Linked DNA regions of Triticum aestivum: region 1 is linked to region 2. The links are chromatin contacts, called in public Hi-C maps. All regions are on one chromosome and are shown on one strand. Each heading gives the region's core, a stretch centred on a gene start, on an enhancer-like site or on the middle of the called end of the contact. The rest is flanking DNA. Distances are from core to core; before and after follow the strand shown.

Region 1 (2,741 bases), core at 113-2,612, 590 kb after region 2:
AGAATTGTGAGCGGCTAGCGCACCAGATGATGAATTCATCGCATAGGGTTGAGGAGGCGGCCGCGCTGCCTGATGAGTTGCGACGGCTAGGTATAGATGGAGGCGTGGATCGATGTAGATAGTTATGGGCCGATCACTATCCTTATACTTGTACATGTATACGACGTGTGTACGCGGGATCTTCTTCTTTTTCATTAGCACTAATCATCTCTCACAATCTAGTCCCTAGACATTTTTTGTCAAGAAGAAATCAACTTTGTAGTTTTAATCAAACTCCGACGAACTTAATAATAAATAGTCAATTTCCTCCAAAAATAGAGGCGAAGGTGCACCAGAGGAACGAAGTAGGTAAAAACTAGTGACTGAAATAGAAGTGTAAGATGCATAACATGGTATCCATATTTGCCCCAGATATGGTACGCCTCTCAATTCAACACAAAGCAAATCAAAGAACTGCAAATAATCAAAACAGCCAAAGCAATCGAACAAAAAAGATGCAGGTAAGTAGAAACTGACAAATACATACTACTCCCTCTGTAAAGAAATATAAGAGCGTTTATAGATCACTAAAGTTGTGATCTAAACGCTCTTATATCTCTTTACAGAGTGAGTTCAAAACATAATTAGGGGCAAGTAGTAAGAGAGGCACTCACAGGCGGCACTAGTGTTCATGCTGTGATCCACCCGGGCCGTGGACTTCATGCAGTTCCCCATCTCTTCCTCTACCTCCCAGCTGACAGGATGAATGAGCTTCCTTTCCCGAAGATCCACAGGCGAACTCTGCTCCTCTTTCCCCCGTCCCGGGTCAAGTCAGCAAAGCCAGAGAGAGCTGGCCAGCGGCAACGGGAGGGATCAGGAGGAGCAGCCGCCGAAGACAACTGAGCTGAGCAGCCAACCCTAGAGTCCCAGCCGGTTTCTGGCGAGGCTTTTGGATCCAGCTGATCTCCGCCGCCACTTGAAGGAGGGGGTGAGACTGGAGAAAAATCCGCGAGGCCGTTGGCCGGCAGCCGCAACGCTAGGAGAGAAACGAGCGAGAAGCTTCAAAAAGTCAAGCAAATCCCCTCCGCCTCCTCCTCCTCCTCCGGGCTGACCGAATGGGGGAGAGTCAGTCGGGTCAACTGGAGGCGAGGCCGGCCAGCCAAGCCGCCGCGCCGTCACCAAGAACCGCACGGGGGGCAGGGGAGGGAGGCGGACGCGGTCGCTCGGGAGGGAGATGCTCTCTCGCTCGAGCTGGGGCTGAGAGGGAGTGGGAGGGGAGGGAGGAGGAGCAACGGAAGTAGCAGCAGGTTGCTGCCGGCAGCCACCGACCGGCTGGGCTCAGGTGGGAACGGAGCTGCGAATGAGAGCGGCGGGTGGTGGGATCTTCCGCCCCTGTCTCTCTCTTCTACACGTTGGTGGCGGCAACTTTGCGTGCAGGACCTCGATATGTTTGAGTGTTCCATCTTTAGCCCCTGTGCAGAGAAGACCCGTCTGGATGTACGCTTGGATGGTGGTGGAAGTGAACTCTGAGATTGTACAGGGGGCTTTAAGCAAAAACAGAATGGTAGACCAGTCAATATGCTTTGCCATGAATTCGTTGTTGATTGCTACTTCTTCCTTAAAGCCAAAAGTATGCGATTCCAGTTGCTACACATAATTGGAAGAACCCAAGCATTAATAATTATTCTATTTATATGCAATTCCTATTGTACTCCATTTAGCCCATTAAAGCCAAAAGTATTGAATCTTTTTTCTTTATAAAACTGTTTTTTTTCAATGATAATTGTTTCAGCCCCACCGAATAAATGAAATTAGGATATTCAAATCAAATAGCAAAACCATTATTTCTATCGCTTACACCTAATCCCGAGTCGCACACGGGCCACTCAAAAGAAACCCTAGTCACGTGGCCGGTGGATCATATACCGCATCGATCTCCATTGGTTTTCCGCCTCACATATCGATTTTAATGCGATGCGCTTATTTTTTTTAATTTTTTTGCAATGTAGTCATTTGTATCATCTTTATAGTGTCAGTTCTTTTTTCTAAGTGCTCTTGCTAGTGTAATTCTTTTGCATTACCAAACTCCTAGAAGTGACTTCCCCAACGTGTACCATTTAAGCATAATCATGCACCTAGTCATTCTTTCTCTGCGCCGCCTTACCTATTTTCTTAGCTGTCGTATCTCCTCTGCTGATTGATCGCCGCCCTTCTCCTCCTCAGTTGGCTCTGTCAGTGGGAGAACGAGGGGATGCCCATATCTACCTGTGTGAGTCTTAGTTTTTCCTGTCTTGGGCTTGTGGTAAGTCTATGTCGCCCTTCGCTTCAGCCTTCCGGTGGTGGTGACTTATAGAAATATGCTCTAGAGGCAATAATAAAGTTGTTATTTTTTTTCATGTTCGCGATCAAGTTTATTTTCTATGCTAGAATTACATTGGTTCCTGAATATGGGATTTGTAGGAAAACTCAATTGCATATGTGAAATAATAAAGTCCAAACATATCCCTAGTCAGGCCTCTGGACTAGCTCATGTAGTGTTGATGGTCTTAATTTCCTGAGCATGAACATTGTTAATGTAACAAGGATGCCGATAATAATGAGAGCACATTGTTATAATAACAATGTTGTTGGATATGCCCACTTATGAAATACTGCGAGATCTTGACGTTTACTTGCGTCCTTATATCATAGACCCAGATACCGGATGGTTGATTCGGGGTCATAATATGTTATTACGTAACTTGGTAATTGTAAAGGTGATA
Region 2 (2,700 bases), core at 171-2,670:
TGAAGATGCTAAGAGCTGTTGAACAGCACTTGCCAGCTTTCTGTCTTTGGATGCCACCACCATAGCTGCAATATTAAGTTGGATAACTGTATAGCTGTATTTACAAACAGATTCCAGAAAGTGCTTGGAAAGCCAAAAATTCTTCAACATAGCAACATGAACCAGACAACTTAGTGTCACAGGAAAGCACAAGAGAATATGACATAAAACTTAACAATAGGAGAAATGATCTTAACTAACCTGTTGGTAGTTTCTCCATCAGTTCTACTGCAAAAGAAGGTCCTGACAGAACAATAAATGGTTGGCGAGGATTTCCCAGTGCAAGAGGAATGATTTGAGACATTGTCCGAAGGGTGTTAAGTTCCAGCCCTTTGCTAAGTGATATGAATGGCAACTTTGGATCAACATATGTTGAAATACTCTCAAGAAAGGATGAACTGAACTGCCAGGAAAAATATCAGACTCCAAAAAAGAAGAAACCCTCCTGGAAACCACAGTGCTTCATAAAGAACTGTTAATACCTGAACAGGGACAGCGTGGAAGCAGAAATTAGCTCCTGCTAAAGCTTCACTAGCACTAGTTGTTGCAACAATATTTTCTGGCAAGCTGTATTCTGACAAGTATTTGCTGCAGTGGAGTGAAAGCAGCATGTTACATACAAAGTTTGGATGGCTGTGTGCATCAATCAATCGAATGGTTTGCAATATTCTCCTTACGAAACTAGCCTCATCATAACAATCATCGAGAAAACACGACTAAAACAGACCCTCTTGGTGAGTTAGTGTTAGGCAGATAGTAAGGAAAGCAACGAGGTTACCCACGAGTTGACATGGCGGTCGTTGATGGAGCGGCAGACGAGGTCATCCCGGAGCAGCATGGCCACCTCAAGGTCGGGCTTCTTGGCTGCCACCTGCGCCGCCATCGCCGTTCCGAACGAGCCCCCTCCGAGGACCACCACCTGCAGTTTCCTCCGACGATCAGATCCCATCCCACAAATAAGTTTGCGGCGCCATGGGTTGAAGCAAACAAGAGTCTTTCCGTCACCTTGCGCGTGGTCTCGAGGACGTCGCTGCGGTTGCGGCTGCGCCAGGAGCGAGACCACCGGACGAGCTTCTCCCACGCGATCCGCACCACGCGGCGGCGGTCCTTCCGGCCGCCGCGTGGGGCCTCTCCCTCGTCCGTCTCGGCATCTGGCGGCGGCGCGTCGGAGGCGGCGGCGCAGATGGGTAAGCCACGGTGGCGAGCGGTGGGGGTGCGAGGGCGAAAGATTGGGGCGGGGGGAAGGAAGGCGGCGGTGGCCATGAGAGCGAGCAGCAAAGGGGGAAAATGGAAGAATGGGAGGTACAGCATTTTGCTATCTTATCCGTTCCCGCCCCTTTCTCGGTTTCTCGTTTGTCGCTCTGCTTCATCTCAAAACGCCCGCACGCATGCATCTCGACCAGCTTTTGCGTATTTAAATACTCCCTCCAAATACTTGTCTTTTTTTTAGCATCAGTACAGACACAAGCGTTCATATACATGCGCATACACTCACCCCTATGAACGCACGCACGCACACCCTACCCCTATGAGCACCTTCGAGAGATTGAGCCGGCATATCATCTTGAAATTTACGAAGTCACCGTAGGCGCCTCGTCGTCGACAGGAACGTCTCCTCCCACTGAAAGCGCATCGCCGGAAATCCTGAAATAAATTTAAAAATAATGCGAGCACTAGGATTTGAACCCTGGTGGGTTGAAGATACCACTGTCCACCCAACTCAACCACAGGTTACTTGTCCTGAAAATAGATATAAATGAATGTATTTGGAACTAAAGTACATCTAGATACATCCATTCTTGGGACAGGTATTTCCGGACGGAGGGAGTATATTAAACCAACTCCAGTCCTTTTACCAATTAACATCTTAGAATATTTCACAAAACCATTATCGCCTAGCTTTCGATTTTTTGGAAATATATTGGCAGATGAGTTAGTTGTTGTTATACTTATTTCGTTAGTCTCCTTAGTAATCCCTATACTGGTCATGTTTCTTGGATTATTTACAATCAATATTCAAGCTCTTATTTTTGCAACACTAGTAAGCGTGCACGTGCAACGCACATCTCTCAAATATAACACTTGCCTTTTGAAATCTATTTATTTTTTATTGAGTTGATTTTTATTTAGTTTCTTTCCACCTAAATAAGGTATCATGGGCCTAACTGCTAAAAAAATGGCATGTTTCTTGCAGAAAAAATTGATAGCAAAAGCGTGGAAATTGAGTTGGGCTGCATGTTTGTGGTAGAATCGGTACAATTGATGGATGACTATTTGGATCTGGATGTGGCAGTAATTATGAAGTGTAAGCAATTTGCGATGGACTTCACCAAAATATGCTTTAAGCATTGCTTCCGCGAAGCAAACCAAGTTGCTGATTCTCTAGCCATTTTTTTAGTAGCCGATCTTCTAATTGTTGGAAGATTCGATCCCAGACTTTGCTTCTCGTCTCCTTATAAATGATATGACCATTATATGAGAAATATAGTCTATTACCCATCAAAGAAATGTACGATTCACACAAGCTATCATTTTTTAAATCGACAAAGCATGAAACTATATTATTATTATTAGTTTCCAAAAAAAATACAATTCAATCCCAATTTGAAGCAACAATTAAAAAACAAAATATTAAGAAACACTATACCTATTTGTTCTCTG

Evidence for each region. A called contact is a pair of places that touch in the nucleus more often than the background predicts.
Region 1: a contact with region 2 is called in a Hi-C map of leaf, with 2.9 times the contacts expected there. The contact joins the promoter of LOC123093315 here to the promoter of LOC123093311 in region 2. A contact is called at or near these places in 3 of 5 Hi-C or Micro-C datasets (all in leaf).

What each region holds. Positions count from the first base shown.
Region 1 is chr4B:569,834,418-569,837,158 of IWGSC CS RefSeq v2.1, forward strand. It overlaps LOC123093315 (probable serine/threonine-protein kinase PBL3), which reads right to left and starts at 1,363. Exons shown (of 6, transcript XM_044515241.1): 1 at 654-1,363. The coding sequence starts at 714.
Region 2 is chr4B:569,243,598-569,246,297 of IWGSC CS RefSeq v2.1, forward strand. It overlaps LOC123093311 (glycerol-3-phosphate dehydrogenase [NAD(+)], chloroplastic), which reads right to left and starts at 1,421. Exons shown (of 9, transcript XM_044515239.1): 1 at 1,045-1,421; 2 at 818-958; 3 at 522-627; 4 at 241-442; 5 at 1-65. The coding sequence starts at 1,409. It overlaps LOC123093312 (a long non-coding RNA gene), which reads left to right and starts at 2,340. Exons shown (of 2, transcript XR_006445239.1): 1 at 2,340-2,700.